2 separate regions of the Cyprinus carpio genome follow, and region 1 is linked to region 2. Evidence: chromatin contacts called from public Hi-C data. All regions are on one chromosome and are shown on one strand. The core of a region is the stretch at or near the end of the contact, and the rest is flanking DNA. Distances in the headings are between cores, read along the strand shown. Region 1 holds the start of LOC109085276 (cysteine protease ATG4C-like). Region 2 has its middle 3.2 kb from the start of LOC122137682.

Region 1 (4,494 bases), core at 1,164-3,663, 140 kb before region 2:
TGCAAGAAATCCTGAACCCTTCTCAGTTAATGGTGTTCTCCATAATACACCAGAAATGATTAGGCATAATTATTACTCATGATCTCCAGGCTTAAGGTCATTGTTTACATTTTTTTTTCAGTTTCGTTATTTACTTCTGAGTTTAACATCATCGTCTTGTAATCAAAGCCGTTGTGCACTAACCATATACTATATGACTGTATATTGACTACTACACTAATGTATACCATATGCTTGCATACTGACAGTTTAACAATTCATGATCAACCCGATGTGTCAGTATGTCAAGCCATCGTCTCACAAACAATAAACCCTGCATTTCATTGATTCCCCCTCGTCTGCATCGTTAAATCCCTAGATGGGTTTAACAAAAGGCGCATTTATGGATTATAGACCCATGGATAAAGTCTGATTTTAATGCACAGAAGCACAAAGGCGTCATACTGCTGTCTTGCAGCTTAGGGTGGGTCACTCGGGCATCTCTATGGATGTGCTTCAAAACCTAGTAAGGTATCTACCTAGACGGCATTCCAAACGCGCCTATTAGACCAAAACGTGTAGTCTGGGTAGGCAGCTCACTAGGATTTGAGACACAGCCTATAAACTCAGCGTCTGCTCCAGCTAACTCAATGCCTAGGCCTTATTTGGGAAAGACTGGCACGCTCGCCAGCTGCATCAGGCAGCAGACAAAGAATGGTCGCAGGCCGCTGGGAGAATATATTTAAACGAAATAGCTTGGAAGTGCGTTAGATATCCTTACCTGCTGATTTTCTGGGCAAATGCGCGGCGCTCAGCCATGACTGTAGCCGCTGAGTGCTCGAGTAACTCCAGCGCTCCAGCCGCGATATTCCTTCCCCTCCCGTACCCGTATTTTCACAAGCCCCGCCTCCTGAAGCCTAGATTAAGTCTGTGATTGGACAGTTGAGAAGTCACTCATAAAGCCGTAGTAACCATAATAAACAGAGAGAAAGCCGGGGGCGGGACTTGTCGGAATACGGCTGGGGAAAATAACCAGGGGGCAAGGAAGTCGACCGTAAGTTGAAGTCGGCCGCGTGCCGCCATCTTGTAGCAGAACTTCACTTGCGTTAGCATCCCATTGACTCCCATTCACTTTTGCGTCACTTTGACAGCGAATAACTTTACATCTGAGGCGTTTAAAGACTCCATTTGTCCATTATTTATTTCTAAAGATACACGACAATGTATAAAGGGCTCCATTACCTTCTATGTTACATTATGGCCCCGTAGAAACAGTTTTTGTAAAAAATAGGCTAACGATTGCGTCATAACCACTCGACTCTCTGTCGCACAGTAGAGAAATTACCGTACAGACAGGAGGAGAAGCTCGCAGGCAATCGGGGAGACGTCAAGAGATATGGCGTACTGGCGTTACATCTTTAAAATACTATACAAAATAATTAATCAGAATACTTACTCCTGCTCACTCAGGCCAAAGAACTCCCCGCTCGAGCTCGCCGTCTCTGCAAGATTAACGATGGCAGTTTGCACGCACAGCTACTAGAAGGTTTACATCTGTCAGACAGGTTGCTGACGTCATCAAGCTTAGTTTGAGTCTGCGCGTCAGAAACGGAAGTTCTAAAAATCGCTAAAAACGGGCTTCACTTGTCTCAATTGAGTTCCAATGGGGTCGCTGTGTCCATTTCTTTTACTGTCTATGAAAATAACGCGCTCCAGACGCACAAGAGAGGTGAGAACGTACCGTAAAGCCGGAAAAATAAACGCACACCATCTTTCGGTCTTTTGGGATCGTGGGTTGGAGTCTTCCCAGTGATTCATATCCTGTGCGTACAATAGAGGGCTCTTTTACAGGAAGCTATCTGTGTAGGGAAAAGTGTGAAATGCATCCGTTAACACTTCCACCAGTCGTGTAATCTGTAGACAATGACAGCTTTATTGGTGTATAAACACATCGGGTTTGTAATAGTGGTTGTTCCATTTTGACTCTTCTGATCATAAATAATATAATGATATTTCGTAAAAAGCAAAATAATGCTTATAATGTGCAGAAAACCTTAAGTAATAGACAAATTTCACAAAACCGGTTCAAAAAACAATGTCAAACCACTGTCAAACTCATAAAAGACAAATAACAAACGTCTTACAAATAAAGACACACTGTAAATATTATTTCTTGCTACTTAATTGTATGACAGTTTTATCAGTATGCTGATTAAGTTGGTCTTAATAAATGTTATTTTATTATAACATAAAAAAAACTTTCCAGCCGAGAGATGAAATTGATTTTAAAAGTATATATATAATTTATTATTATTATTATTATTATTATTATTATTATTATTATTATTAAAAAAAATTGTACAGTTCTTTAGAAAGAATAATTCAAAAGAACCGTTTAGTGGAAATGAGTCAGACCGGAGCCGTAGAGAGATGGCTCTGAGTCAGATGTCCTATCACTATCGTGACAGCGCCAGACGGGAGAATATCTGAAATACCGCGAGATCGAACGAGATGGCCGCTTCCTCAAAATGTAAACAGAAGTGAGTAGATGCACAGTGAGATAAGTATAACAAGACATGCGAGCAGGTATGTTTTAAAGTTTATATTTAATTGTTTAATTGCTTATTTTACAAAGCATTCGCCACTTGTTTGCATTTACGCTTATTGTTGGCAGTTTTGTAAACTGAACAAGTTTGCTGATTAATTAGCATGCTAAGTTAGTCAGCCATTAACAGTTATCTTGAGATGCATTTCTGTTAATGTTATGTTAAAATTCTTGCCAGTGATTTGATGGTTATTTCATATGCAACGTTATCGCATTAATGCTTGTGGTGGAAATGTCATCTAAGCATTAAAGAAAGTAAAATCAATGGCATGTTTCCAAGTACGATGGAAGTTAACTTGTTTTGGCCGTACTGAAAACTTTTCACAGAAACTCCATCGTATGTGTTGTGATGGGTTCTGCTCCGTGGCTGTTCAAATGGAGACTAAAGGGACCGACGAGGTGGAGAAACTGAAGTCCAAGGTTATGTCAGCATGGCACAATGTGAAATATAGTACGTAACGAGAGATCTTACATGTCACTAGGATGTTAACGTGTTAATTTCCGGTTCATCTGACAGTCTTTCACATGTCACAAAATTGACATACCTGTACACGTGACTAATCATGAAGTGTTTTTAACCCTTCAGGTTGGGCTCTTAAGTCAAAAACTGCCTTCAGCCGTAATTCTCCTGTTTTCTTGTTGGGGAAATGCTACCACTTCAAGGCTGTGGGTAAGATGATTTACACAGAACGTTTAAACCGATTTGATAATCTGTCAAATCGCTTCACAAAGTTTTATTTGTGTATATTAAATTTATGTTTAATATTTAATATATCTTGCATTTTAAAATAAAATTTACCCACTAATATTCTAGGTGTATAATGGAATGTTTATGCTAACTGTTGTCCTCAGATGATGAAAGCCCTACTGAGAGTTGCACTGCCGAGGCATTAGATGACGATATTGTAACAGGTAATGTTGATGGATTTCGCAAGGACTTCACCTCACGAGTTTGGCTGACCTATCGAGAAGAGTTTCCTGCTCTTCCTGGCTCCACCATCACCTCAGACTGTGGGTGGGGTTGTACACTCCGGGCAGGGCAGATGATCTTGGCCCAGGCTCTCTTGCTTCACATCTTGGGTAGAGGTGAGATCGGGTCATATGTGTATAATGTATGTATTTCTATGTGACATTGAAAATGTATTCACCGGCAGGCCTTCCTAAACATAGATAAGTTAGTTTCATCATTAGAACAGATTTAGAGAAATTTAGCATTACGTTACTTGCTCACCAGAGAATAGGTGCTGTCAGAAAGTGTCCAAACAACAGATAAAAGCATGATTCCAGTCCATTATTAACATCTTGTGAAGTGAAAAGCTGTGTGTTTGTAAGAAACATCCATCATTATGACATTTAGAGTCCTTAATGACCATCCTTAAAGTCCATCCTATGTTTTCTTCTCACCAAAATATTTGTTTAGAACTGTTCGCATGTTATCCATGCTTGATCTGTGCATATACTTCTCTCCTAATTCAGACGAAACTACTTTTTTACTGGAGAAAGCAATATTATGGATAGAGGACTCAAATTTTAGTTAAAATGTCTTAATGATGAATTTATTATTGTTACAAACATACAGCTTTTTGCTTAACAAGGTGTTTGATTGGATGGACTAGAGTCATGTGGATTACTTCATTTTTCACATTTTTATTTTTGGCCAAACAATTTGTTTAAACAGTAGAATTTAAAAAAAAAAAAGAATATAACAGTTTTCATATGAAAACAGTCAATGTGAGAGCTGCAAAAACCATTCTGAGGTGTTTGTTGCTTAAATCTAAGAAGCCGAAGTTTTCATCTCCTCATTTGCATACTGAAATTGTGTATTAATTTTTCATTTCAGAGGTTGGGTATTTCAGTGTCAGAGGTTGTCACTCTCTAATGAATGAGTTCTCATATGATTGACGGAGGGC
Region 2 (4,442 bases), core at 1,784-4,283:
ATGATAATTAATTTTTCTTTCAAGTAGTAAATTTAGAAAAATATTCATTAATACAAAGGAATAATCCTGGCAGTGACTGAAGACATGATGCTAGTACTAAAGCTATGCATTAAAACGCTTCAACTTCATGAGCTGTAAAACAAAAATGATGGAAGGAGACATATCAGAACATAATGCTGTAAAGCTGAAATACCAAGGGGAAAAAATACAAGCAATCTTTTTCACCCCTCTTTGTGCGAGTTAATGACGGCCATTAAAAAAATCCATTACAACTATAAATGTTATCAGGTCACAAAGGGGCTAGTGTGTTACAGCCTGAGCGAGGTCTGGAGCCACACACACACATACATGGAATGAGGAGAGAATGAACAGGTTTTGATTTGACTGTCTTACTGTATATACTATAGAACAAACAGCAAGCCGTAATACTGGAGTGCATGATACACTTTCAGTGGATGGTGCTAATATTAACCATATCTTGATATCGAGTCATGCCATACTTAGTTACACATCTTGAAACTCCTAAGAGGCTTAACAGTCCAGACCAAATCGCTGAATTTTGAAACGCTGCTCTTGTTCTTCTCAACTGTAGCAATGCAAAGTGTGTGACAAGTGTGTGTTTTGTTAGGTCAGCTTAAGCTTTTGTCCTTGAGACAGCCTCTAGAAGTGATAAAGAGAGAGTTACGTGATCCACCTTGAGAGGGCACCAGCTGCCGTCCATGTCGTACATCGAGAAATGATCCCTCAGCGGCTGCCAAAATAAAGAGACAGATCCACGATGAATACTCTTCTTTATATCTGTGCATGTGTATTTTTCAACATCTGTTGTTGCTTTCTTAAATATATATCCTTGTGTATGCATAGATTTCTCCCCTGTATCAGCCCTAATGGGACTGTATGCCAGCAGTAAGAACACTATTTTCGCAGCGACGCAGCACACCGTGTATTGTAGAATCAACATTTTGTCAGTTTCCCAGTGAAAGGTGGGGGGAAACCTTTCAGAGAATGGATTCAATGTAAATGTGTCTGAGATGGGATGGCAAGGTGTCGGCAGCGCTGTCTCATTTTGACTACGCCGGAAAGACTGACAGCCTCTTCAGACATCTCGCCGCTTTCAGACTGACAAGATGTTCAGTATACATCAAACAAGCTGACAGAGAACCGCTGCTCTGCCAAAACCAGAACCGTTCCATTTGCGACTGTGCACAGAATTATATGCAAACAAAAAAGCATATTGCATGTAAAACTCCATCATATATTATAATATACCATGTCTATTAAATTAATATTTAGGACTGAGATTAAATGGACTGATAGACTTACATTGCAGTGCAAAAGTTTGGAGTCAGTAAAAATCTTTTATTTTCACCAAAGATGCATGTATTTAACAATAAAAAAATACAGTAAAAACTGTAATATTGTGAAATACTCTTACAATTTAAAATGACTGTTTTCTATTTTAATATTTTAAAATGTAATTTATTCCTGTGATGGAAAAGCTACATTTTTAGCATCCATTACTCCAGTGTTCAATATAACATTATCCTGCAGAAATCATTATTGTATGCTGATTTCAAGAAAGTTCAAGAAACATGTATTATTATTATTATTTTAGACTTTTTCAGGATTCTTTAATGAATACAACTGTTCAAAAGAACAGCATTCATTTTATATAGAACAATATTTAACTAGAAATGTCATTTTTAATTAAAATTACCTAGAAATAACTTTCTGTTAGTGTGCTAGCTTGTTACCAAAGGACCCTAGGTAGTTGCTAGACTTTTGCTAGGGTGTGCAGGGTCAAAACAGCCCACCCTACTGTATAAAACCACTACTAGTTGCTGTAGAATTACATGAATCTCTGTAATGTGACAAGCTTTTAAAGTTACAATGAGTAAAAAACAAACCCGGGTGGGGTGGGGGGGGGGCATACCTTAAGATTGCCTTCAGAAATTCATAAGAGCTGCCAGTCTGTTTGATCCCTGTGAAAGCAACATAGATAGATCATCACACACTTTATCTAGCTTAAGAGACTAGATCATTTTGTGAATACATGAATGAGACACGTGCACATGTAACTTATCAAGTAAATCCATCCATCACTCATAGATTTTGTAGACTGCTGCAGCTGCCAGAGCTGCTAGATGATCTAAATGCAAATGATCTGAAATGCACTGACTAAATGCTTCTCCTACTCCTGCGGGACGCGTGTGAACAAAACAGAGAGCAAAACACATGCTGAGAGTTGCTCAACTCTACCCTCCCCACCCTCCCAAAGCCCTCTAATATACAGCAGTTCTTTAATTGTGCTGGTGTTTTCCATCAAAAAGACTAAAATGTTCCCCAAACAGACCCCATTTATCCTTCAGCAGCCCAGGATTGATGTGATATTAGCAGGGTCTGTGACCCCATCCCGGCCAAGAACCAAAAACCTATTTGTTTTATTACATTTTAAGGAATTTTTAATACAGTCTATTAAGGCTGTCTTACAAATCTCCCATGGCTCTACCCCATCTGCGGCCTGATCAATTTTTATACTACTGATCCGTCCCCTTCCTTCTTACTTTGTCATCGCAAAATTCATATTATATAGGATTTTCTTATGGAAAACTTGCCATAAAAATACGTTACTACATCTGCTGATGCGCACGGGAGGCTGCCGCGTGAAGACGGAGAAGATCAAATTTGTTTCAGCGGTAAGCAGAACTGTTTAAATGTTATTTATTTTCATGCTCCAAAGAAAATATATTGTGAAGTGCAACATTGATTGAGAACATAACAATGTCTCCGTATAGGCGTAGAATGGGCCGATTTATGAATCCTTTGCTCAGCTCCTTTAATTGAATTTTCCAAATCTCTCGCCACACAGAAATAATCAATACCCTCTGTCCAGGCGACAAACTTGCCTCAGAATTATTGCACTCTCTCTTTTCCCATTTTGCGCTCATCAGCAACATGTAGCGTGAAGATCGGGACTTGGTAATGCCTGAATGAGCCAGAAAATTTACAGCCGATCTGATTGTTTAGGAGGGATGGTCTCTCTTGAACGCTTGGGAAAAACTTTTGTCAGTTTCGCCATAAACATCTTGCTTGCCAGTTGCCCTTTCGCCCAAGGTTATGTTTTGGGAAGCCATTAGATGAAGGGGCTTCCGTTAGAGACATGGATTCAGCGGTTTGCCTGTCAAAGTTAAAATATCCTTGTGGATTTTCTCAGCTGTCTTGGCGGTATCACGCTGCCTGGTGCTCAGCTTGCTTTTACACAAGTAGTGCCATATCCTCGGCATCATATGTCATCCGCACCAGCTCCTGTATTGCTCAAGTGCCACTGTCTGTTTGAGAACTCTAATAGCAATGATGTGTCTCTATGAAATCCAGGGTATTAGTGATCCGTGCCAGGACCTAATGATGTCCCAAGAGAGCTTCAAATACAACATCTTCAACTACTTACATATGATTTGTCTAAGTATCATTTATTTAAAGCCGCAAAAATAGTTCTGGGCCAGTTGCGAATGGAGAAAAATATCCAATAACCATATGAACACAAATTAGGGAACCTGAAGTCACTTCAAGCTTTGACTTCAAACACTAATTAGAATGTAAGTACTCGAATGTAACACATTATTTGTACAGAACATACTCTGATGTTTAGTTTGATAAATGAAGTCTGCTTACTGAAACAATCCATGTTTAGCTGCGTTTCTGTGAAAATGTTTTCGTGGACAATCACAATCTTTTCCTGGAGACAAGGAATTTGATTTTGTCATAGCAATCTAATTCACAACTCCAACACAGAAAAAGCCAGAAATAGGCACAAATAAAAAAAAAAAATCTAAATTAAAATGTTGATAAATTATGTTGATATATAACAATATAATATAAGATAATATAATATAATATTTTAAAATGCAATTTATTCTTGTGATGGTAATTTTTCAAAATGGCTTTTTTATGCATTTTTTTTCTTGTCAATGCATGCTATAATGTTTTAAAAGGGTTGATTCTCTTTCTCGGGACGTAAATGTGAAACCACTCTTTTTACTGTTGTTGTTATTCTCTACATTGATATATTTCATGCTCCACCGTGTGATCAAGATTGTGATATTCCTTTGGTGTCGAGCTACAAGCAACATATACGCAGAGGTCCTCGAGTGTGACTAATTAAAACAATTTCAGGCGACCTTATCTTAAAAACACGTTGAACTTCATCACAATCCAACCATTGAGTTGCAACAAATCACCATTGTGCGATTGAATCACAAGTGCAGCTTTGCTGGGGGCTGAATGTGTGCTTGAAATAATCGAATTAATTCTGTCCCACGAAGACGAGTTCTGGCTTGTTTGTGTTAGGAAAATGAAAAAGAGAACCTTTTATTTGTGCGAAGATCCAGACAAATGTTTATGAACACGCCGAACTGACAAATGAAATCTCATAAATGGCTATT

Evidence for each region. A called contact is a pair of places that touch in the nucleus more often than the background predicts.
Region 1: a Hi-C map of skeletal muscle shows a contact between it and region 2, with 5 times the contacts expected there. The contact joins the promoter of LOC109085276 here to the enhancer-like site in region 2. A contact is called at or near these places in 5 of 8 Hi-C or Micro-C datasets (liver and skeletal muscle).

The regions. Positions count from the first base shown.
Region 1 is chrB6:17,833,164-17,837,657 of ASM1834038v1, reverse strand. LOC109085276 (cysteine protease ATG4C-like) reads left to right here and starts at 2,413. Exons shown (of 11, transcript XM_042725991.1): 1 at 2,413-2,565; 2 at 2,912-3,035; 3 at 3,171-3,254; 4 at 3,437-3,670. The coding sequence starts at 2,924. LOC109092740 (dedicator of cytokinesis protein 7-like) reads right to left here and starts at 915. Exons shown (of 48, transcript XM_042725999.1): 1 at 761-915. The coding sequence starts at 798.
Region 2 is chrB6:17,698,337-17,702,778 of ASM1834038v1, reverse strand. No RefSeq gene overlaps it. Among protein-coding and RNA genes, the nearest start is that of LOC122137682, 3.2 kb to the left of the region's middle. Within about 2 kb of position 3,033, at least 1 of the 8 cell types and tissues checked has an H3K27ac peak or open chromatin away from gene starts, as enhancers often do. A contact at or near this core is called in skeletal muscle, where this site is marked.